Linked DNA regions of Zea mays: all the other regions are linked to region 1. Evidence: chromatin contacts called from public Hi-C data. All regions are on one chromosome and are shown on one strand. The core of a region is the stretch at or near the end of the contact, and the rest is flanking DNA. Distances in the headings are between cores, read along the strand shown. Region 1 holds the start of LOC103629467. Region 2 has its middle 17 kb from the start of LOC103629463. Region 3 holds the start of LOC100279040. Region 4 holds the start of LOC100272328 (nodulin-like protein).

Region 1 (6,399 bases), core at 1,020-3,519:
GGAAAGATGAGGTCCTCCCTACTCCCCCTTTATGGATAGGACAGGAAGCCACCTGGTGCCCTTCCATAAGACATCTCCAACACTTGGTTGTGTTGTTGCAATTCAAAGCTCTTTGGTTGGTAGCGAAACAGTTGCAGCATTTACCCTCGACGTGCTTCAGGAACTTCTTTCTCCTTTCCTCGCGTAATGCGTTGGAGCTCGGGCAAGGCCTGTGCTTGTTCCTCCTCCAACAATATCGAGGTCTGACCACTTCCCAGCCATCTGTGCGACCATCAATGAGCTCACCAGACCTCTCGGACTGCACTAGATCTACAACATGAGCAACGGTATATAGGGAGCTGGCTTGAACCTACCTACAGGGACTGGTCCGTCTATATGAACTGCGGAGGTGAAAGATGGATTGAATGAATTGTGCTGTCTAGGGAGGGTCTTGAAAGATCTACCACCTTCTTCCCATTTTCTATGTTCACTCGGCAGGAGCTGGCACGGGAGGGCGACATAGCCAAGGGGAGTAGCTGTGTAGGGGCAAGGCATGGGCCGAGAGCAAATCCAGGAGCAGCGGGTCTAAATCATCCTCCTTCGCCACCACGCCCAGATGTCCCATCCCATTAACAGCGAGGCTAGAGCACTAGGGACCTTGGAAATCCCGACCTCCAACGAAGGACGGGAGGAGCAAATCCGACGCAATAACTCTACGCGACAGATTCGGTAGTGGCTCACCTCTAGTAGTGGCAGCTGGCTTGGGGGCTGCGGAGACGGGGGACTGGGCGGGGGCAGAAATGGCAGCGGCGAGCTGAGGGGCGAGGAGAGGTGGAAGGGTAGTCATGTGACACCTATTAGCCTACCATTCTTGTAGAAATTTACGACATGGCTTGCCAACCAAACCATATAATCCGTTTACTTGTGCCACACCGGGATGCAACGTGCACGTTTTTTGCAAACACGACTCTTCTCCATTTTACATTTATAATCATCTATATTGCTGATGAATAGTATAAGGCTATCTCTAGGAATTTAATCATCTCCATACACGTATTCAAACTCCACTCTGCAAAGTGTGCATACAATGCAAAATAGTGCAACACAATATTTTGGGTTACCATATAGGTGAACTGGTGGACATGGTCTAATATGGTTTGGCACATCTTTGGTTCGGTTTAAAGCCTAGAGTTAGCTCAAAATGTTATGATATACTCCCTCAGTCTCAAATTAAAATTCACTTTAGATAATTAATGGATGCATACAATAGTTGATGTATGTGTCTTATATATATATCTAGATTCATTATGATCCATTTGAATATAGACAAAAAAACAAAGAGCTAAAACGACTAGGAGTATAATATGTCATTTCAGTTTTATTCTAAGTCATCTAACCACTGTTTTTAGAAAATTATATAACTATAATAAGATTTATGTTTTAGTGAGTATAGGTATGGGATGCTAGTGACTGACGAGGGATTTACGCATTGTCATCTCTAACTATTAGCATGGGGAGGTGAATAGAATAGGTGATGAGAATTAGTTTTATTATTAGTTGACAAAAAACGGTGATAGTAAGTGCTAACCTCTAAACACAACTATCCAACCACCTATTAGCAATAACAATCCTATACCAACAATTAGCTAGCTAAATAGTCGGTAGATTTTGTGCTGTTGACTATCTAGCTATTAAGATCAGTGGATCCAAATATAGGATTTTTATTGGTGTTTTTGCTGTTTCTTTGCTAGTAACTGTTAATGCTAGCGCGTACTATCATCACAGCTGGTGTTTGGTGGTTTTGACCGCGTCCTCTGCGTTGAAGCAATAATAAAGTCCCTAATCCGGCAACGCAAATCATGGAAAACAAACCAAAAGATTTTTTTTAAAAAAGATATAGGATCCGGAGTAGGACGGCCGCAACCCAACACGGTCGCCGAACTGCATGCGCGCCGGTGCGAGCAGCAGTTACCGTCGACGTCGAGAGAAGGACGCGTGCGTGGGCAGGCACACGGCGAAGGAAGGACGACGACGACGATGACGACGACAGCCTGGACCCCAGCTGCTCTGCTCACCTCACCTCAGCTCCGGCCGCTTTCAATGTGCTCTTGGAGGGAGCCACAAGTCATCTGCCCTTCTGTCACGCTGCTTTGCTTCTTCTCCCTCCCGCTGAGCGCTGGCCCCGCTTCTCAGAATCGTGCGCGTTGAATTGAGCCATGCCTGTCGCCGGGTCAACCGCACTACCATTTCAACTCCTCTCTGCCCTGTTGGCCTGTTCAACCACGACAACAACAACCAAGCTAGTGCCTAGTGCGAGTGCGTGCTGCCGCACACCTTCTCCGCTTGCATTGCCTATTATACTCCATCCATCTACCGTATTGCCGTATATATTTCTCACCTCGAGCGAGGAGCATCCGACTCCGAGTGGAGGGGTGAGAGGGAGGCCATGAAGTCCAACCGGAACCTGTCGAGGGCGGAGGGGAAGAGGCTGGGGAATGTGGCACTCATAGCCTTCATGCTCGGATCCCTCCTGCTGCTCTCCCTCGCCAGGGCCAAGTTCTCCCCGATCGGTACGCTGGTTGTTGCCATGGCGTTTTGGTTTGCCAACCAGCTTCTTCTTCACTGGTTCGCTTTTATCTGAAGTTGGGTATGCGCAGGTAAAACAGGGGACACCATCAAGGCAGAGGAGCAGCAGGCAATGGCGAAGGCGAGCGGCGAGATGGCCACCGCCCATGACGCTGCAGCTGGTAATACCGACTAGTTCCTCTCGCAATCCTAGATCTAGATTGCTGCGAATCCTTTCCCGTTCGTGCAGCGAATTCCGCTGTATAGCAAGCAGATGCAGATCCGGTGGATTCATTCCAGCTGACTTTTGCCGTCTGTCTGTGACAGAGGAGGAGGAAGAGGAGACTCGGTCCAAGCCGACCGACTCCGATATTTCAGGCGCAGCCATTGCGGTAGGCGACGACCACGCCGAGAGGGCGCGCAGGCCGGTGTGCTACGAGTCGAGCCGGCGGTCGGACACCTGCGAGGCGGCCGGCGACGTGCGCGTGGTGGGGCGCGCGCAGACGGTGCTCGTGGGCGCGCTGGACCGGGAGTGGAAGGTGAAGCCCTACTGCCGGAAGCACGACGCGTTCGCGCTGTCCCACGTCAAGGAGTGGACGCTCCGTCCGCTTGTCGGCGGCAGCGACGGTGACGAGGCGCCGCGGTGCACGGTGAACAGCTCGGCCACGGCGTTCGTGCTGTCCACGGGGGGGTTCACGGGGAACCTGTTCCACGACTACACGGACGTGCTGATCCCAGCGTTCATCACGGCGCGGCGGTACGGCGGCGACGTGCAGCTGCTGGTGAGCAGCCACAAGCCGTGGTGGGCCGCCAAGTACATGCCGGTACTGCAGCAGTTGAGCCGGCACGAGCTGGTGGACGCGGACGCCGACGGCGAGGTCCGGTGCTACCCGCGCGTGGTGGTGGGGCCGACGTTCCACCGGGAGCTGGGCGTGGGCGCGGAGACGAAGGCGCCCGGTGGCGAGGAGGAGGGGGTGTCGATGCCGGAGTTCCGCGCGATGCTGCGGCGCGCGCTGGGGCTGGAGCGCGCGGCGGCGGCGCCGAGCGGGGACCGGTGGGACGTCCGGCGGCGGCCGCGGCTGCTGATCATCTCGCGGCGGCAGTCGCGGCGGCTGCTGAACGAGCGCGCCATGGCGGACATGGCGACGAGCCTGGGGTTCGACGTGCGCGTGGGCGACCCGGAGGCGAGCACGGACGTGGCGCGGTTCGCGCGGCTGGTGAACTCGGCGGACGTGATGGTGGGCGTGCACGGCGACGGGCTCACCAACATGGTGTTCCTCCCCGCGGGGGCCGTGCTGGTGCAGGTGGTGCCGTACGGCGGGCTGGAGTGGCTGGCGCGCGGCATGTTCCGGGACCCCGCGGCCGGGATGCAGGTGCACTACCTCGAGTACGTGGTGCGGGCGGGCGAGACGACGCTGAGCGAGGAGTACGGCGAGGACGACCCGGTCATCAGGGACCCCGCCGCCGTCCACAGGAAAGGGTGGGACGCGCTCAAGGCCGTGTACCTGGACAAGCAGGACGTCCGGCCGCACCTGGGCAGGCTCAGGAACACCTTGCTCCAGGCGCTCAAGCTGCTGCCCCATGGACGGCAGAGCACCGACTGATCATCCTTGGCTTGCTGGCGTCAGTGGTCACGGTCGTGCAGATGGTGTGGTCCAAAGCTAAGATTAATTGGCAAGGACCTTGAATTCGAATGGGCCGTGGGTTTGTTCTGTAGGTAGATGCTACATAGCTACAGTAGATAGGTTTTAATGATGTCATTACATGACAGATCATCATGTGGTCATTAATCTTCTTTTTTTTTAAAAAAAGAATTTGTTGTACTCTTTTGCCCTTGCCATGTAAACACAATCACGTTGTGCTAGGTTTTTTTTTGACAATTTAGCTGTTACGAAAATCTAGATATCGCATGGCTTGAATACGGAGGAAGATAAAGGACTCTTCTTAGTTTAGGATACAAATTGGCGGTTTACTCGTGTCGTGACGACTCGATGAATGCTGCATTTTTGTTAATTTCTTAAACGATTTTTACGGAAACAATTCTCATAAGCGAAACATTTGTCGGACAGAAACCGATCCTAATGATCCGATGCCGAAACAAACAGAGCCAAATTGTTACCAGCTGCTGGATAATTAAATATTTACTTCATCGTCTGACAAGGTCCGTGTTGTCTCGTCTCCCTATATAGTGTGTTCAGGCAGGCAGCGCATGCATATTTATTATTATTATTAGCGTTAGTGAATAAAGAGACCCGATCCGAGAACCGAGATCCGGTGGCCTGGTCAGGCATAGAGTTTTGACGAGATGAGCACAATGACGACGACGGACTCTACAGCTTATAGAGCAAGACGAGTACGGTAGTTGGCTTGACGTGTTCAGCTCATGAAGCAAAACCATACTCGTGGAGAAGTAACTACTCATCTGCCGACGACTTGTTCACAGCGGCGGATGTGATGCATATGGCCAGCGTGTGGCAGGGGCGAAGACGAGGACGCGGCTTTGACCAGTAAGTAGACACTAGACAGGCAGGCGCTAGCTGCTGTAGCTGTAACCCTCACGCTGGTCGGTGCTCCGACGGTCTACCCCTTCCCTTCCCCATGGGCCCTGGCGTGCCCCGTGCAGGAGCAGACCTGCAGACCGCCGGCGGTTTTTAAGGTCGGCGGATCGGACTCGAAGACGAACGCTCGCAGGGAAATAACGGACAGCCAGGCTAGGGAGCCCTCGACCTCGAGAGAATCTGACCACAGTTGTTTGTTTCTTTTTGACGATGCTGATGTTAAGGGCCAGACCTACCTACTCAAGCGCTCCTCCGCCTTGACTAAAAGCGCTTTCTAAATTACTAGCTAGAGAGTTATTTATATAAAAACCTTTTTCTATCTCTTTTCATCGACAACAATTTTTATATATCATATTTGTGGGCTATCATAATTAGGGACACTCGGATTATACCCGTGAGCTTTCCAAAGAAATCAAACCAAAAAATGCGCTCCCCGAGGCCACCAAGGGTTGAATCACGATTCGCTCGAGCTCCCGCTCAACGGACGCTCAAAACTACGTTGCGCCCGAAACCATCCTCGGGCGAAGGCTGCGCCCGTGGAAAATCCTCGACTCACCCGAGGACCACCTTTATGGAAAGCAATTTCCGTCTCGTCCGAGCTCATCTCGGACGAAGGACAACCTTGAGCTCGATCTCGGCAAAAAGATTCTTAGGAATCATGAAGACGTGCACATTAAATGCGACGATTCAGATATCTGCTCCATGTGACACTGCAGTCAACAAAGGACGATGGGACCGTGGTCCCATCTAATTTCACCAATTACGATGACACACGCCTGCGAATACTGGACACTTGTAACACCCTGAACTTGGGAGTGTAAAATTTCCTCTCTAACATCCATCAAATTCGAGTGTTACCTTCCCTTTCTCATTCCTTTTCACTTTCTCCTGTCTATTTCAAAGCTCTAGAGAGGGTTAACTTGATGTCGTGTATTAATAAAACCCTAAAAACAGGTTTTTGATTGTTGCATCATGCCAGGGCATGCACTTATTTTTGTTTGTTGAGTGATTTTGTGGAGCATGTATTTAACAAGGAATTAGAACTAAAATAGTGTCGGGGACCATAATTAGGGGTACCCTCAAGACTCCTAATTCTCAGCTGGTAACCCCCATCAGCATAAAGCTGCTAAGGCCTGATGGGTGCGATTAAGTCAGGGATCAGTCCATTCGAGCGACTCGATCACGCCTCGCCCGAGCCTAGCCTCGGACAAGGGCAGCCGAACCCGGAGGATTTCCGTCTCGCCCGACCCCCCCCTCCGACGGCGAACATATCTCCGGCTCGCCCGAGGCCCTGCCT
Region 2 (6,399 bases), core at 1,331-3,830, 250 kb after region 1:
CGGTATCACTTATCCTTTGCCGTTACTCATGTCACTCTCATTGGTATGACACTTCATTCATATTTATTTTACCATTTGGGAGAAAAATGAAAAAGGGCTCTCACGTTCTCCATTTTTGGCGCTTAATGCCAAAGAGGGAGAAAATATTAAGCCCAAAGCAAAAGGACCGCACCACCATTAAAAGATATGAAATTTTCAATTAGTATGTTTTCAATTGGTATCTAATTTTCAATTGATATATGAGAGTAAAATTTCAAATTGGTATCTATTTCAAAACCCTCTTGAAAGCTAAGAGGAGAATTTCATTCAGGGGGAACTTTTATTTAGTCAAAGGAAAAGCATTTGAAATGGGGGGAGGAATTTCAAATCCTAAAATGCTTCTTGCAATCTTATTCCTATAACTTTGACTATTTGCAAAAATAAACAAGTGGTGCAAATATGGTCCAAAATGTTAAATAAAAAGAAAAGCAATCCATTCACTCTTAGTCATATGTCTAAATCTTTCATTGGTTTAATTCTAAGTAACCTATGCACAATCATCTCAATAGCAAGCTAGTTATATTTATACACTCTTCATTTGCTTTGGTTTGTGTTGGCATCAATCACCAAAAAGGCAGAGATTGAAAGGGAAATAGGGTTAACCATTTCCTATAATTAATTTTGGTGGTTGACGACCAACACAAACACGTGGACTAACTAGTTTGTCTAGAATTCATCTATTACAGGTGCATAAGGTTCAACACAAACCAAGAAAGAAATCAAGTTAGGGACACAATTAAAAATGGAGCAAGACTTAGAGTGTGTTGGAAGATGGTGCACCGGACACTGTCCGATACGCCTGCCAAGTGCCCTCCGAACCAGCCACTCTCGGGAAATCCCAGGGCAGCCTCCGCTATAATTCACCGGACTGTTCGGTGAGCCAGCGGAGCAACGACTCCCTGCGCGCCAACGACTCTCTGCAAAAGCAACAGTGTGCAACAGTGCCGCGACAGAAATCAGAGCGCAGAAGTCAGAGGGCATCGGACTGTTCGGTGCAGCTAGAAGACAAGGCGCCCCAACGGTCAACTGCTCTGAACCCTAAGGGTTGCATTAACGTGGCGGGCACCGGACAGTGTACAATGACTGTTCGGTGACGCACCGGACTGTCCGGTGCGCCCATCGCCAGCAGAAATCAGCCAACGACTATAAGTGGTTGGGAGGCTATAAATACCCCCAACCACCTCATTCACTCCCATCCAAGCCTTCTGAAATCTTCATTCATTGCCAGAGCGAAAGCCCAACACTCCAAGACGCAATCAAAGCAACCAATCCACTCAAAGTCCCCAAAATCAACTCTAGTGCATTAGGGCTTGTGAGATGATCACTTGTGTTCTTTTGTTGCTCTTGTCGCTTGGATTGGCCTCTTCTTTTTCCCTTCTTATTCTCAAGAGACTTGTAATCAAAGCAAGAGACACCTAAGTGTGTGGTGGTCCTTGCGGGGTCTAAGTGACCCGTGAGATTAAGGAAAATGCTCACTCGGTCTAAGTGACCGTTTGAGAGAGGGAAAGGGGTGAAATAGACCCGGTCTTTGTGACCTCCTCAACGGGGACTAGGTTCTTTGGAACCGATCCTCGGTAAAACAAATCATCGTGTTCACTTGCTTTGATTCTTGTTTGATTTGTTTTCCCTCTCTAATGTTTCCTTGCTAGTTTTGATTTGAGTTGGCTCCCATACGTCATCCGCATTCTTTGAGCAACTCTTAGCAAGAGAAACATTCTTTTGACTTGAATTTAATTCTAATGCTAACCCCAACCTTTAGTGTGAGTTTAAGTTTGTAAATATCAGGTTTTGCCTATTCACCCCCTCTAGGCGACTTTCAGTGTGCAAATGTATGCCGAAAGTAAAAAACTCGCACGAACACATGCCTAGACTCTGCATCCCCTTAGAAACGACTTTGGAGTCTCTTTACCTTTTACTTAGGTGGTACTTCAGCTCTACATTCCCTTGTGAACGGCTTTGGAGCTAAGCTCGGCATCCCCTTAGGAACGACTTTTGTAACACCCAAAATCTTATTTTGGATTTATTAAGAAGATTTTTTTTAAAAAGTCTAAATAAATGTCGTTAATAAGGATTTATTAGCTTTGAAATTATTTCTCGAAATAAGTAAATGGCAATATTATATTTGGAATTGTTAAAGTTAGACGTTGTAGTTAAAATTGAAAATCAATTAATGAACATAAAGATTTTCAAATATTGATATGAGTGAATTATTTTCTTATCTCTCTCATGAAGTAAGCATTAGTATTATTGAAAATAATAAAATAAATAATAAAATATTATTACATTTCATGCTAGGGTTTTGATTGTGCACTTAAACTGACTTAAAGCTTGAACTCTATTTGAATTGAATTTGAAACCTAGAAATTAAAAATATGAAAGGAAATCGAAAATAGAAAAGAAAGTAAAAAAAGAATAGACCCGTGCTAGGTCGTTTTCTCCCCATCGGCCCAACTGCTCTCCTCGGCCCATTTCGCGCGTGTGACACTGACGGTGTGGGACCCAGCTGTTGGAATCATGCTCCTGCCACACACGCGCGAGGGAGTCGTCTCCTTTCCGCTGACATTGTGGGCCCCGGTCTCTAGGTCGCGTGCTCAACCGAGATCGTCGGACTCGGTGGCGCGCGTTGTCAGCCGTTGGATCTCCGGCCGGATTGCACATCATTTACATGTGGGTGTGGGTCTGCTTGTCAGATCTTCCTTCAATAGAACGCGTGATCCTCACCGTCGCAACTGACCACAGAATCCGCGCAGCGGAGATCTTCCCCCTGTCGCACCAGCTGCCCCAACCGACCTCCATGCCTCAGCCATAAAGCCAGGCCCCTACGACGTCCCTATCCCCTCAACTAGACCTGCCTACCCCCCGAACCAAATCGTCGTCGAGTTTACCATCAGGTCGGTGAGCATGGGCCGCCGTGGGGAAATCGGGTCCGCATCGGAGCTCCAATCTCGAGTGCGGTACTAGGAGCTTCGCAGTGTGGCGTGGAAGGTGTTCGAAGCTTCACCGTGGTCAGTGTGCGCTCGGAGTCGCCGGGATTGCTCAAGATCTCCCTCCTCCCCAGTGGGCCACAGATCGCCGTGGGCGGCATCTCAGTCGTCGCTGTTTAGGGTAAAACCCAATTCATTCGGTTCATTGCATACTCTAGGTCATTGAGCATTTAGTTGCGCCTTCAATCGGGCTCCGGGTCGCCCAATCGCGTCACACCGACGAGAGCGCCGTCATGGACCTCTGCTCCACCATCCCTGGCTATCGGGAGGATTGAAGTTGTGTCCGTGGCCGTTGATCTAGATTGGGCGGCCGAGATTGCGTGCTGCGTACCGTTTCGGATGGGATCCTAATCTGGACCGCACGTTTGCAATCTAACTGCTCCTATGCTCCCATACCTCATCATCCGATCGTGGATAAGTTAAATCCAGGTCGTTGATCGTGTAGTGGATGGGCAAGATTTGGTAACGGTTCCCGGGGGTTAGGATCTATTCTGGACCATTGATTATAGATCAGATAGCTTAGATCAACCGATACCCCGTTCGTGGTGGCATTTTCACTAAAGAGCCCATCGGGAACCTGTAAATCAATCCGCCATCCACGTAAGAGGAAAGATCATCGCAACTTAGTCCAAAATCTTATAAACTCGACCCTGATATTTTACGAAATATAATCCACGACCCAGGGAATTTATATTTACTTAATAAAACTCTAGAAAATGAATTTAGTGTGGAAATGAATCTAGAACCTTAGGAAACTCATATATTTTCCGTTTTAATTTCGTTTTGCCCCGTTCAAATTGTGTTAGCCTCATAGAAATATCTACTACACAGTAGCAACATTAATTATATGATATCACATACTTTTTATAATTAGGTAACTAATTTTATTAATCTATGTTTATTGGATTACCTTTTCTAATATTAATATAGTACTCTGATCTTATAGTTATAATTTGACTAAAAGATAATCTTTAATCAATTAATAACGTAGGTTAAAGTTGAGTTAATTATTTATAGAATATTATCTCATATGATATAAAGTAATCAATTTATAATATAGTTTAATATTTAAATCACATGGATCTTCCATAAATCATAACTCCTTGACCGTAACTCCGATCTTAGTGGTTCTCGAACCCATGACCTCATAGCATTGCGTAGACTATTCTTACGCTATTTGTTCTCATGTTTGGTGTGATGTTAATTTTGCCTATACCATGTTTGTTTGTATTGCTATGAAAAGCGGTGAGGTCACGAGATCTGAAGATCATCCAGGTACCTGGAATCTTGAGTCTCAAGCAAGTTGTGCTCTTGATCACTCCTTTTTACCTAATAATGTTCGCTATTAATCACTGTAACATGCTCAGGTTAATTTTGATGGGACCCAATAGGTCTCCATAGCAATGTTTATCTCTTACCTTGCAAACAGAAGCACTATTGGTAGTTTTGCTATTGCTCTACTTGGTTTTGGGAAACTAATGTTTTATTATGATCATGCTCCAATTATTTAGTTGTTTAATTATTATTCATGATAAGATCATATTGTTAATTGGAACATGGAGCGACCACCCAGGAAAACAGTGCTACCACAAGGGTGGTATGGGACGCCCTTGGCTGACTAATTAGGAAAGCTAGCGGAGGACTACCTTACCCAAAAGGGGCAAGGGCAGTAGGGGAGTGGTCGGTGTAGGGAGGTTCTCAGGCTGATTTTGCTGCAATGGCGGTCAGAAGGGGGATCCCTGCATTGCGCTTCCTAGAACTTTAGCGAGTTTTCTGAAACTAGTGGAACTTTGTAAAGGCCTCGTAGTGTTACCCTGCCTCGCTTCCATGTAGAGGTGTATGGGATTCATGACCCCTTAGTAGATGGGTAACACGACTTGTGGGTAAAGATGCGCAATCTCTGTAGAGTGTAAAACTGGTATGTCAGCCGTGCTCACGGTCATGAGCGGCTCAGACCCTCACATGATTAACTTATGGAATTAAACTCAATTTGTCATATGCATTGCATCGCGGGTGTTGTTATTAATCTTAATCTCTTATTTAATTGAGTCGGTATCTACTTATACTTAATAACTGCTAATAAAATTTTGACCAACTTTAAAAACAATGCTCAGCTTTAGCCATCCTCTTTGGTAAGCCTTACTGAAAGGGAATTAGGCTTACACCTAGTTCCTATATAATTTTGGTGGTTGAATTGCCCAACACAAATCTTTGAACTAACTAGTTTGCCCAAGTGTATAGATTATACAGGTGTATAAGGTTCACACTCAGCCAATAAAAAGACCAAGTTTTGGATTCAACAAAGGAGCAAAGGGGCAACCGAAGGCACCCCTGGTCTGGCGCACCGGACTGTCCGGTGTACCACCGGACATGTCCGGTGCACCAGGGGGACTCAGACTCAAACTTGCCACCTTCGGGAATTTCCAGAGGCGACTCGGCTATAATTCACCGGACTGTCCGGTGTACACCGGACAGTGTCCGGTGCGCCAAGGGAGGTCGGCCTCAGGAACTCGCCAGCTTCGGGAAACTCCAACGGCTAGTCCACTATAATTCACCGGACTGTCCGGTGTACACCGGACTGTCCGATGCGACTCCGGAGCAACGGCTATCTTCGTGCCAACGGCTCTCTGCTGCGCAATAAATGCGCGCTCTGCGCGCGCAGAAGTCAGGCGCGCCCATACTGGCACACCAGACAGCAAACAGTACCTGTCCGGTGTGCACCGGACACCCAGGCGGGCCCACAAGTCAGAAGCTCCAACGGTCAGAATCCAACGGCAGTGATGACGTGGCAGGGGGCACCGGACTGTCCGGTGTGCACCGGACTGTCCGGTGCGCCATCGAGCAGACAGCTTCCCAACGGCCACTTTTGGTGGTTGGGGCTATAAATACCCCAACCACCCCACCATTCATTGCATCCAAGTTTTCCAGCTTCCAACCACTATACAAGAGCTAGCATTCATTGCAAAGCACACCAAAAGAGATCAAATCCTCTCCCAACTCCACACAAAGCATTAAGTGACTAGAGAGAGTGATTTGTAGTGTTCATTTGAGCTCTTGCGCTTGGATCGCTTCTTTTCTTTCTTGATTCTTTCTTGTGATCAAACACTCACTTGTAATTGAGGCAAGAGGTACCAATTGTGTGGTGGCCCTTGCGGGAAGTTTGGTTCCCAAGTGATTTGAGAAGAGAAGCTCACTCGGTCCGAGGGACCGTTTGAGAGAGGGAAGGGTTGAAAGAGACCCGGCCTTTGTGGCCTCCTCAACGGGGAGTAGGTTTGCAAGAACCGAACCTCGGTAAAACAAATCCGCGTGTCACACTCTTCATTTGCTTGCGATTTGTTTTGCTCCCTCTCTCGCGGACTCATTTATATTTCTAACG
Region 3 (6,399 bases), core at 1,947-4,446, 230 kb before region 1:
ATTTGAAAAACTTCACATGATTTTATCAATGATAAGATGATTTCAAATCAAAAAATTGTCAATTACAAAGTTTCATTAAATTTCAAGACCTACAACTTTTATTTTTGTGGTTTATCCATCTGAGATAATTTAAAAAATTCAATATTTAAAATTCAAACATAGTTTTGAATGACAAGATGATTTCAAAATAAAACATTGTCAACTATAAAGTTTCATAACTTTTTAAGACCTACAACTTTTCTGTTGGTGGTTTTTCCATTCTACGCCGTTTTCAAAATTCAAATTTAAATTTTTTAAAATTCAGACGTAGTTTTCGTTGACAAGATGACTTCAAATGAAAATGTTGCGAACTACAAAATTCTATAACTTTTCAAGATCTACAAAATTTATTTATGTTGTTTGGTCATTTGTTCATCTCACATGATGGTTCTAATATTATTCAAAAATCTTGTAAATCTCTCTTGTAGTTTCATAAACTACGAGAGGGAGATATATGTTTTATGAACAAATTTATTTTTATTTTTCATATGAAGAAATGATCAAAATATAAATTGTACATCTTGATGAGTAATACAAATTTGTAGTTGAAAACTTTTTCATTTGAATTAATTTACTGTTTTTAAAATATGATTTTTAAATTGTCTTTGCCTAGTGTCCAAAATAAACACCGAGTGTCAAAAATAAAACACTCGGCAAAGACTCTTTGCCGAGTGTCATAAAAAACAATCGGCAAAGAAACTCTTTGCCGAGTGTCAAATATAAAACACTCCACAAAGGGTTTTTTGCCGAGTGTTTTTTTTTACCGAGGGTTTTTTGTTTGGCACTCGGCAAAGAGCTTATTTGTCGAGTGCCCGAAAAAAAAAACACTCGACAAAGAGCCGAATTCCGATAGTGGTGAGTGATCTCATGCATATTATTCTCCACACTTGCTGAGCGATGAACATATGTGAGCTTATCCTTACTATAACCACACCAGGTTAAGAACAGGTACCGTAAGATAAGGTGTATGAATGATGCTATGATGAGTTCGGAGAGTTTTAAATCGTCATCTCCCACTCAACTACCACTCAACTATAGTACTTGCAGAGAATCATTGTCCTCATATGATGTATTTTACTTAGCTATTTATATACGGAATCCTATTATATAATAGAGATGTGACATTGATTTCTGTACTATGAGTCATCATATGTGTGTGACTTGATCGTAGCACATATTTAAGATATATCTAAATTTATGCTTAAATCATGGTGTGACACAAAGTCGTGAATGAAAACAATGGGTGATATACAATTAACATGAAACGGCAAAGGGTCGTCTTATTTTTAGCTTGTGTCTAACAGAATCTGGGGACTTTGTTAAGTCGCTATTAGTGATCAATCATATAACAGAGTTTTTTTTCCATTATTGTAAAAGCTATTTCTGCAACATATATATGCCCTGCTGGCAATACTTACCGCTATAGCAGCCTTGACGGATCAAGGGTAATTTATGCATCTAAAAATCCAAAACATATATAGAAAATTTACATGTAAAAATCAAGTCCTCCACATCACATGGAAGCTCTAGGATTATCTCATCTTTTGTGCAGAAAAGATATTTTTAGCAGTAATCACTTGACATTAGTGCATGTCATATGAAGAATGGTTGTCAGCAGAAAAAGAGTGCACGTTTCTTTACTATTAAGGAACAGGAGAAACATAATACTCTCTTAGTTTCAAATTATAATTTGTTTGACTTTTTTTTGACACGTCTAAGTTGGCTTCCTATTCAACTTTTTTTAGAAAAAATGGAAAATTCAAAGTCATATTTAAAATATATTATATGATAAACAATATCGTAGCAAAAATTAATAATAATTATTTAAAAAAAATAAGATGAGCCGATCAAACTTGGGATAAAAAAGTTAAATAAATTATAAATTAGAACGGAGGGTATGTTTTTTTACGTTTCCATTATTTGAGTCTGCTCATCACGTTTAATTTGTTTATACAGTTCAATGAGTTCAGTTACAGCGGATGATAATTCGACGGCGTTTATTTGCATGCACTTACTTTTTACATTACGCCTAGAATGTAATCGGATGGACGAATATTACTTGTTTTGTGTTTATTTTCATATTTTTTTCTCTTCGGATACGGATATTATCGAGTTGTGCCGAACAAGATTTTGAATGTATATCGACATCTTAAATATATAACTTTGAATATACGGATACGTATATAGATCGGATATTGAATACCCAGCTAGACTCAGATTAAATTGGATCTTAGTTATTTTAGGGGGTGTTTGAATGCACTAAAACTAATAGTTAGTGGCTAAAATTAGTTGAAACATCCAAACACCCTATCTAATAGTTCAGCTATTAGTTATTTTTGGAAAATTAGTTAATAGTTAGGTAGTTATCTGTTAGCTAGCTAATTCAACTAATTATAAGTTCTAGTGCATTTAAATACCCCTTAGACGGATCGAATTAGAACACCGATGGATAATATCCATAACATTTTACACCTATAAATATGTCCTATATGTATATAGATGTCAAAAACAGGTTGGGCATGTTGGATGACCCGTGGCACGATACAGTTTTAAGCAGTGCCAAACATGGCATGGCGGCGAGCTAGACATGATACGGTCCGGTTTTATTTTTGTATTTTTTTTTCGTAATAATATCTGTATTATGCTTGTTCGAACCTCACTTGCTTATGTGGATGTGATAGTATCAACTCGCTGGCGTTCCGTGCATCGTAACATCTATCACATCCCACAGATCATGTCGCTTATCTTTTCTGATACTATAGCAGTAGCACACAGATGCCGGTCGAACCCAGAAGCATCACGCCATCACCCCCTCCCCTTTTCCCAATCAAAACCACGTCCGTCCCAATGGTAACCCAGCACCAATCTCGTGTTCGTGTGAGACAGAGCATGCAAACAAACAGCATGCATGCGCGAAGGAAAGCGTGCAGCGCGCGGGACGTGAACCGCGCGCGAACCCTGCCGCCCGTCCGGTCTCAGCTCACGCCCAGCGTCCTTCCCAGGCCGCGATCCGGCCATCCTGACGCGCGTTTCGTCTGGGCCCCAAAACCACGTCCGCCGCGGCGGCGGCGCGCCCACGGGCTCCCGTGCCCGCCGATAGTTTGCCGGACCCTGCCGCCTCCTATAAATGCAGAGCCCTCCGCCAGCGTCTCCCGCATCTCATCTTCTTCCTCCATCCGCACTACTGAGAGCGACAAAGCTAGCTCTCTCCAGGGATCGGATTCGGATCACCATGCCGTCCACCGTGAACTCCGCGTCCCTCGACCAGAACCTTGAGCTCGCCAAGCAATGCTCGCGAGGTATACATACAGATCAATCGATCCGTTTACTGATGCTTGCTTGAGCACATAATTAATCATGTCTTCCTGCTGCAGAGGCCGCCCTCGCAGGGTTCAAGGCAGCAGCTGTCGCGACCGTCGCCTCTGCAGTTCCCACCGTCAGTGTTCTTCATCTGTCTCAGCATGTAAACCTCGCTCTAATAATCCTCGTCGCCTGTATGTGATTCGATCGATCTCCCCTGTTGTTGTTTCAGCTGGTTAGCGTCAGGATGCTGCCATGGGCCAAGGCCAACATCAACCCCGCTGGCCAGGCCCTCATCGTCTCCACAGGTCGATCTCTGAATCTCTCCCTGATCCCTCTACGACGACCTAGCTAGCTATTACTACCAAGATGCCTTCACATGTCTTTCTGTGTGTAACTAATGGCGGAATGCCTGCTTTAATTTGCTCCACGAAAACTGGGTCGTCGTGCAGTTGCTGGCATGGCGTACTTCATCGCGGCGGACAAGAAGATCCTCTCGCTGGCGAGGCAGCACTCGTACGAGAACGCGCCGGAGCACCTCAAGGACACCTCCTTCCAGGGCACCGGCCGTCCGCACCCAGGGTTCTTCAGGCCTTGAGCGAGAGACCATCAAACTACCGCCCTAGCTAGCTGGACGCACTAGTTCGTCAGCGGCCGCCGATTCATGTCGTCCAAGATCATATCAACTACTGCTAGCATATATATAGTGTACTAGCTAGTAGTAGGCACCGGCGATCCGTGCATGCATGTGCTCGGAGAAACTGTAATGGCTTAGTGCTCTGCTCCAGTTTACTGTATCTACCTTCCATTATCATATAATAATATCATCCTCCTGTTTAAGCATACGACTTTGTGCTATATATATGAACGCAAAAAGAACATGGTGGCAGCAAAAGGCCTTTCCCTCTTCAGATCAGTGTGGTCGATGTAGCATTATTGTGCTATATGACTGGAAACGAGCGCATCCAACATGTTCCACATCAACTCGACCTAACAAAGTGTTTGGTTCATCTTTCTGAATCAGAAAAACTGGAATCTCAACCAAACGCTATGAAAATTTACACAATCCTCTAAATTTAATTCAGAATCACTTACCCTAGATTTTCTAAATTCTTGTTATCCATGTTATCAAGGTATCATTACTCTTACAGATTCTACGGTTGACAGTTGTTTCAACCAAACAAATTTTAGCTTTCCACAACCATCAGCTCACAACAACTTTCTGATAGGCCAAAACTAAAATCGACATTTTAAAAATCTACAACTGAACCAAACAGACCAAAAAAAACTAGCGTTCTTTCAACGACTGCTCTACTTCTATAAAAATAACGACACTCCATCCGACCAAAGTTTTTGCACAACAAATACTTTGTTAACTCAGGGTAAACCCTTCACTCGCCTTATCAAGTAACAAGACACAGAAGATAATTAAGAAAAACATGAAATAGACACAAAAATACCTCGTGTGGACATCTATTGCTTACCGTTATGTTGTTATGTTACGAACTTACAACAAAAGGACATATATGAACCCACCCCCGACAACAAGCGACAAAAACCTTCCCTCCTTCCGTACACTCTCTATAACCCACCTTAGAAGACCGCCCCGACAACAAGCGACAAAAACCTTCCCTCCTTCTGTACACTCTCTATAACCCACCCTAGACCGCCCCGACAACAAACGACAAAAACCTTCCCTACTTCGATACACTCTCTATAACACATCCTGAACTGCAAGCGTAGAAATGTCGTATGTAGCCTCGCCTCAAAACATTAATATTTTTTAGTAACGTTTCTTCTTTATGACATAATGTATATCCATAGGAACGTTTCCTTAATGACGTAGAGGCAAACCCATCAATCTTCCCATCATGAGACGATGGAAACAACAAAATGAACTAAAATGAACACGAAACAGACTCAAAAAGTGCCTCATGAACAACTTTAATTTGGCTTATAGTTATATTACGACAAAGGGCCACACATGCACCTTCCCAACAACAAGCGACAAATACCTTCCCTGCTTCCCAACACCTCTCACCCATCCCGACAAGTGGGAGACATATCTAGCCTCGCTCCAAAGATTATTTTTTTACGTTTCTTCTTCATAACGTAACCCATTTCTAGAAATTTTCTTAGGAACTTTTATTTAACAATGCAAGAACCCTTCACTCACCTCAAGAATTAACAAAGAAAAAGAAAATGACCAAAAAGAACATGAAACAGGCACAAAAGGTGCCTCTAGACTAACTACTACTTATGGTTATGTTACGACAAATGGTATGGTATGTATGCACCTACTCCGACAACAAACACCTTCCCAACTTCCCCACACCTTGCAACCCTCCCCCACATATGTGTAAACATATGTAGCCACACTACAAACATTATTCTTTTTGGTAACATTTCTCTCCCTATTACATAGAAACTTCGATACAAACTTTTCTTTAATAACAATGTAGGGTGAAACTCTTCACTCACCTCGTTAAAGAGAATAACTAAAAGAACCCAACAAACAGACACAAAGGTTCCTCATGGTCTGATTATTGCTTATAGTTATGTTGCGACAAAGGACCACACATGAACCCCTCTTACTAAAAGTGGCAAATTCTTTCCTACTTTTCTACACTCTAAAACCCACCCCTTCTTGTGGATAAACATATGTAGAGACTCTCCAAACATTACTCTTTTTGCAAAATTTGTCTAACATAATCCATTTCCAGAAACTTTATTATAAACTTTTCTTTAACAGTGCTAGGGCAAACCCATCACACACCCTATCATAGAAAATAACTAATAACAACATAAGATAGACACAAAAATCCTCATATCAACCTTGTACCCCAAGTTAGCTCATTTATAACAACATTGAGCCCATGGAACATTTCTGGCACACTCACATCTTCCAACATCTTAAATCTGGCGTACTTGTCCTTAAAGATCTATAACTTGGTCTTTTTGACTGCCAATGTGCCCTCATATGAATCCTCAAGTCCCATCCATACATGGAATGCAAACTCAAGATCCTTGATTGATTCAAATACATTGGGATCGAGAGCC
Region 4 (6,399 bases), core at 2,395-4,894, 150 kb before region 1:
TTGCAATCTTAATGACTCAAAAGATATACTTATTTGAGACGGTTTTCAATAACAATCTATCTTAAATCAATATAAGACATTTCTTACAATATAACTGTCTTAAAAGACTTCTTTATTGAAGACGAATCTCCAACCAACCGTCTTACCTTACTCATGACCATATAATAAAAGACGCTTCTATAAAATACATTGATATCCGTCTTAAAATGTGCGTCTTAAATAAGCATATCTCTAGTAGTGAAGGGCCTATATTTCATTCCAAGTATCCGTTTTTGGCGATTCATGCCAAAGGGGGAGAAAGTATTGGCTCAAAGCAAAAGGACCGCACCACCCACCCTAATTTTAAAAATTAATGATGTTCAATTGGTAAATTTAAAATTGGTATATCTTTATGTTCTAAAGGGGGAGCAAGTAGTATTTTCAAAATTTTTGTCTTAAAACCCTCTTGAACACTAAGAGGAGAATTTATTTGAGGGGGAGTTTTGTTTAAGTCAAAGGAAAAGCATTTGAAACAAAGGGAGAAAATTTCAAATCTTGAAAATGCTTCTCAAAATCTTATTCATTTACCTTTGACTATCATGCAAAAGGACTTTGAAAAGAATTTACAAAAGAATTTGCAAAACAAAACTTATGGTGCAAGTATGGTCCAATATGTTAAAAATGAAGAAACAATCCATGCATATCATGTAAGTATTTATATTGGCTCAATTCCAAGCAACCTTTGCACTTACATTATGCAAACTAGTTCGATTATGCACTTTTATATTTGCTTTGGTTTGTGTTGGCATCAATCACCAAAAAGGGGGAGATTGAAAGGGAATTAGGCTTACACCTACTTCCTAATTGATTTTGGTGGTTGAATTGCCCAACACAAATAATTGGACTAACTAGTTTGCTCTAGATTATATGTTCTACAGGTGTCAAAGGTTCATCTACAACTATACTAAATCGATTGTCCGGAATACCGTAGATTATTCCGGACAGGAGAAGCTTTTTGGAAAAACAGGCCAAGCGCGGACCGTCCGGGCCCTTGCGGTGGACCGTCCGCGACACAAGGATGACCCTCGGACAGAACCAATGCAAAAATCCGAGTCTGCACTATGGACCGTCCGGAGGATAAGCGCGGACCGTCCGGCCTCAGGCGCGGACCGTCCGGTAGGCAAGGATCCGAAAAACCCGAAGGTGACGGGTTCGGAAGAATGAATTATAGTGGGCTCGCGGACCGTCCGGGGTGCACGACCGGACCGTCCGCGACTGGGTCTGTCTGACATCTGACGACGCATTAAATGCAATATAGCCGTTGATATAGCCGTTACTGCTGACCGTTGCATTTTCAGCCGTTGATCTACAGGGGCGGACCGTCCGGACCTGGCGGGCGGACCGTCCGCGCTCAGCAGAATGGAGTAACGGCTAGGAAGTGGTTGGTGGCTATAAATACAACCCCAACCACCTCCATTCACTACACCCAAGCATTCCAACCTTCAACATTCAATACAAGAGCTAGCAATCCATTCCAAGACACATTCAAAGCCTCCATCTCTCCAAGTTTCACAATTGAGAAAAGAGATCATTAGTGATTAGTGACTTGAGAGAGAAAGTGATCCGTGTGTTATTTGTCGCTCTTGTCGCTTGGTTTTTGCAATCGTGCCTTCTTTCAATCTTCATTGCGATCAAAAACTCACTTGTAATTGAGGCAAGAGACACCAATCTTATGGTGGTCCTTGTAGGAACTTTGTGTTCCAAGTGATTGAGAAGAGAAAGCTCACTCGGTCCGAGTGACCGTTTGAGAGAGGGTAAGGGTTAAAGAGACCCGGTCTTTGTGGCCTCCTCAACGGGGAGTAGGTTTGAGAGAACCGAACCTCGGTAAAACAAATCCGCGTGTCTCACTTCATTATTCGCTTGCGATTTGTTTTGCACCCTCTCTCGTGGACTCCATTATATTTCTAACGCTAACCCGGCTTGTAGTTGTGATTCTTTTTAAGAATTTCAGTTTCGCCCCATTCACCCCCCCTCTAGGCGACTTTCACCGCTGGCGTCATTGGCTCACTGGACAGTCCAGTGAATTATAGCCATACGCCTCTGTTGTTTTCCCGAGAGCAGCCGGTTCACCGTCGGCCAGCCTGGTGCACCGGACACTGTCTGGTGCACCACCGGAAAGTCCGGTGTGTCAGGCTGAGCTTCCATTTATGTTCTCCTTCTTTTGTCACTGTTTCTAGCACTTAGACAAACACATTAGTATACAAAATAATACACTAAGTCTAGAAACATACCTTACACTTTGATTTGCACTCTTCACCCATTTTGCACATAAATACTCAATTAATGTGTTGGGCATCTAATCACCAAAATACTAGAAATTGTCCAAGGGCACATTTCCCTTTCAGGTTCTTGATGCGCAGGGCCCGCAACTTTAGCTGGTCTTCAGGTGAGATGCCGATGACTTCGCCGTCCTCTATTGCGTCTTTGCCCTTTGGTGGAGCGAAGCCTGGTGGTGGTGCTTGCGGTACGCCTCCGGAGCTGCAGGTGTGTAGGGTGCCTTCAGGGATGGGATGGTCTCGGCGCTGTCTTTTGCTGACAGCTTCATCTTCGAAGGCCTCTTGGGGGGTGTTGTCTGCGAGGGCCTTGCCTTTTTTCTCCGCCAGTAGCGCTGCCTTCGCTGCTTCGTCGATGGACGGGGCTGCCTTCGAACTAGCTCGCTTGGGGCCATCGCTGGTTGTTTTTCGTAGCACGAACGGTGGGCGCCAAATGTTGGAACTTGCTCTACCGGGCAAGTTGATCCAACAGGAAAGCGGAAAGAGTATTTGCAAAGTTTGTCGTGGGATGGCAAGAGCTTTGTTAATCTACCCCTGTGAGGGCACTGTATGGGGGTATTTATAGGCACTCGAGTGGCCGCCCGTCCCTTGTCAAAGACGTTTATATGCCCTCGAGTACATGGCTTATCCCCAGAATATTCCCACGAGGGGAGGTTACAGACAGTCATTACAGTAAAGGCTATTACAAACGCAGTCTGTAATGCGCTTATCCTCGCGGGGCCCGTTACCTTGGGCCGAATCCCGTGTGGGCCTCCCAGGGCGGTGACGAAGTGGGAGACTCGTAGACTTCGACAGAGACTTCGTCTTGCAACAGAGAGGACGAAGGGGACCGCCAATCAATGTCTTCGGCTTGATCGGACGTGTTTGGTGGATGTAGCCTTCGTCGAAATGATGAGCAGACGAAGGTATCGAGCAAAAGGTAGCGTGATAGCCTTCGCCCCAACAAATACCATAAGCCACAACCATGACCGTCGACAAGAAGGAAAGGATAGAGGAACCGATCGAACCGCAGCAGTCATCTCCCGGCCCGCTGCAAACGTTCCTGGTCTACTCCCATCCCATCACACATGCATTTCCGCAATCAAAAGCATCACGTAAACTGACTGGGAAAGCGCAGATTTTAATATGTGCACCGGGAGGATATAAAAAATGTGCCAAACCGAAGGTGCTTGCATCGCCACGTTATCCGAATATGGCTTTCAACGACATTTGGTAGGTTTTTGTTGTACGTGCAGTAACGACAGAAAAAAAAAACGGAGACGTGCAGCAGTGACAGCGTCATATGCATCTAATCTGCTGGCCGCCTTCCATTCCAGTCCACACACACACAACAATCATTAACGAGAGTGCTCTGGCCTCTGGCTAGCTATCTCGTCCGGTCCTGCATCAGGTCGTAGATATAGTGGGGATAGTTTTGTTGTTGGTCTGGAAAGAAGAGAGGGAAAAAAAAAGATCCATGGCGACGGAGGAGGCCGGCCGTGCCCTGGCGACGAAGGCGAAGCTGGTGGCGGCGGTGCTGGTGCTGGAGCTGCTCGTCGCGGGCTTCCACGTCGTGTCGAGGGCGGCGCTCGACATGGGCGTCAGCAAGATGGCGTTCCTCGTCTACCGGAACGCCGCAGCCCTGCTCGTGGTCGCCCCCGTCGCCTACTTCCTCGACAAGTGAGTGGTCTATGCATGTGATGAACTCTGCACAGGTCGTAGTTAGTATTCCCTTCTGATTATGTATGTATATGCCCCTTCACAGGAAAGATAGGCCGCCCTTCACGCTACGCTTGCTGATGGACTTCTTCTTGCTGGCTGCAGTCGGGTAAGGTGTATGTATACAGCATCATCTGTATCCATGGCCATGCATCCCTTATTTTTAAGTCAGCACAGCAGTGCATCAGTTTCTAATAAGTAACCCTAATCCGCGTGCAGGGTAACCTTCACACAGGGGCTCTACATCCTCGGCCTGTACTACCTGTCACCAACCTACGTCTCTGTCATCCAGAACTCAGTCCCTGCGATCACCTTCGTCATGGCCGCTAGTTTGAGGTCGTAGCAAGGGGAGGACGTTTGTTTGGGATTATATATAATCTTCCTAGATTATATTTATAATCCGACAAATCTTTAACTAACACTTGGTTGGTTGAAACAGAATCGAACAGGTAAATGTGAGGAGCAGATACGGGCTGGCAAAGATGCTAGGCACGGTGGTCACCATAGCGGGGGCAACCGTCATAACCCTCTACAAAGGGACGCCATTATTGACAGAAACAGCTCATGCAGAGGGCACCACGCACACGCTGGAAGGCACCCACACGCTCGGAGGATGGGTCGCAGGATGCCTCATCATGTTCGCGAACTGCATTTGCTTGTCTGCGTGGATGGTTCTGCAGGTCGGTCTGTTGTTTTAATTTGCCCTGTATTTAACTTGTTGTTTTTAGAGTTCATTTGGCTGAGCTTCACTTTATAATTCTCTAGCTTCAAGAGTTAGAGTGATTCTGAATGATTCTCTAGCTCTAAGAGTTAGAGTGATTCCAAATGATTCTTTAGCTGAAGTGAATTTATTTGACGAAAACTGTTTGCTAAATAGGTTGTGAAGTGATTTCTGATAGATTAGAAAGTGGGATGTAGAAACAGGTTTTTTTTCTTCCACTTTATAGTTTAAAATATAGACTATGTTCACTTCACTCACATGTACTCCCACTATGAAGCAGTTCAGATTTTTACCGTTTAACTCTGCAGGAGTGATTCTCGTTGGAATCGGAGCTGTTGGAGCTGTGTCAAACGTCTCCTACTCTTACGGCTACACATGCACAGCCTGACTCTTGGTAATAACCATCCGCAGGTCCCGGTTCTGAAGAAATACCCAGCTAAGCTGTCGTCTTTCACCATCACTCTGGCGTTGGGTTTCGTCCAGCTCGCTGTCGTCGCGCCGTTTTTCGAGAGCGACGTTGAGAGGTGGAAGATCAGCTCAGGAGGCGAGCTTTTCACCATCCTGTATGCTGTAATTCTCTTTTTCCTTATAAGCTCATCATGCGTTGCCTGCCTCGCTAACTGTGTGCGATTATTATTCAAGACCTTTTTGCTAAGATATCTTATTTACTGTCTAAATAGAAGTCTGTGGCTACGTACATGTTTTTCTTAAACATGCGTGTCTGATCATATTTCTTGGGGGCAATTTTTTTTGCAAGTGAATATACGTACGTTAACGTCTTGCTTGTGCTAATGAAGGGCGTTGTGGTGCTTGGAATCGCCTGGTATCTCATGATCTGGTGCATAAACAAAGGAGGGCCTCACTTCGTTTCCGTCTTCCAGCCACTGCAAACCGTCATGGTCGCCATCATGGCCGCCATCTTCCTTGGCGACACACTCTACATTGGAGGGTAAGAAACACACACCACACCATCAAGTTAGTTTGTGACTCATTAAATTTTTGAACTTTTTTTTGTTGAATGATTTATAGAGTCATAGGTGCGGTGATCATAGTCGCGGGTCTGTACTGTGTACTGTGGGCGAAGAGCAAGGAGACCAAAAGCAGCGGCGATCTCCTAGTCCTTCCTGAAAGAAGCCCCGCGCAGCAGAATCTCCTCCAGCGTGAAGATTGAAGCGAGACCACTCACTGTACTGTACGGTTCTCGGCCGGCTGTAGCTGCCCCAACAAGAAATATGGGGGTGTTTGGTTTGAGAAATCACTTCATCCAAAATGTGGTGGTGCATCATGAGTCCATTACTCAAATTTGGTGGGATGACCTTATGCCTCATATTAGTACTAACTAAATAACTATAAGAAATGGGGTGATGATGGATCAACTCAATCCATTCCACAAACCAAACAAAAAAGTGAGGAGTGAGAAGACGATGGACTAGATCATTCCTCAAACCAAACAGCTTATATATTCCTTGTATCGTCAGTTGGACAGGCCAATAGATGATGTCGCCTGTGCAACCTTGTTGGCCGAGGGCCACTTTCGATTTTGTCTATTGGTTCTTTTAGAGCAACCATCCCGATGCGATGACACTGTAGCTCTCTTAGGATGTGTTTGGTTGCAATGACAGAACGGGACGGGATAGGACGATCTCTCGAATAAGGTTGTTTGGTTCA

What was found. A called contact is a pair of places that touch in the nucleus more often than the background predicts.
Region 2: a contact with region 1 is called in a Hi-C map of endosperm, with 4 times the contacts expected there. The contact joins the enhancer-like site here to the promoter of LOC103629467 in region 1. A contact is called at or near these places in 3 of 25 Hi-C or Micro-C datasets (bundle sheath, ear and endosperm).
Region 3: a Hi-C map of endosperm shows a contact between it and region 1, with 4 times the contacts expected there. The contact joins the promoter of LOC100279040 here to the promoter of LOC103629467 in region 1. A contact is called at or near these places in 3 of 25 Hi-C or Micro-C datasets (ear, endosperm and leaf).
Region 4: a Hi-C map of bundle sheath shows a contact between it and region 1, with 2.9 times the contacts expected there. The contact joins the promoter of LOC100272328 here to the promoter of LOC103629467 in region 1. A contact is called at or near these places in 5 of 25 Hi-C or Micro-C datasets (bundle sheath, ear, leaf and 1 more).

What each region holds. Positions count from the first base shown.
Region 1 is chr6:79,724,709-79,731,107 of Zm-B73-REFERENCE-NAM-5.0, reverse strand. It overlaps LOC103629467, which reads left to right and starts at 2,269. Exons shown (of 3, transcript NM_001323509.1): 1 at 2,269-2,549; 2 at 2,637-2,726; 3 at 2,872-4,353. The coding sequence starts at 2,426. The coding sequence ends at 4,148.
Region 2 is chr6:79,478,887-79,485,285 of Zm-B73-REFERENCE-NAM-5.0, reverse strand. No RefSeq gene overlaps it. Among protein-coding and RNA genes, the nearest start is that of LOC103629463, 17 kb to the right of the region's middle. Within about 2 kb of position 2,580, at least 20 of the 20 cell types and tissues checked have an H3K27ac peak or open chromatin away from gene starts, as enhancers often do. A contact at or near this core is called in bundle sheath, ear and endosperm, where this site is marked.
Region 3 is chr6:79,955,265-79,961,663 of Zm-B73-REFERENCE-NAM-5.0, reverse strand. It overlaps LOC100279040, which reads left to right and starts at 3,196. Exons shown (of 4, transcript NM_001152103.1): 1 at 3,196-3,338; 2 at 3,414-3,475; 3 at 3,572-3,647; 4 at 3,792-4,179. The coding sequence starts at 3,272. The coding sequence ends at 3,937.
Region 4 is chr6:79,880,575-79,886,973 of Zm-B73-REFERENCE-NAM-5.0, reverse strand. It overlaps LOC100272328 (nodulin-like protein), which reads left to right and starts at 3,644. Exons shown (of 7, transcript NM_001146812.1): 1 at 3,644-3,971; 2 at 4,057-4,119; 3 at 4,230-4,346; 4 at 4,450-4,690; 5 at 5,143-5,301; 6 at 5,529-5,680; 7 at 5,761-6,012. The coding sequence starts at 3,769. The coding sequence ends at 5,902.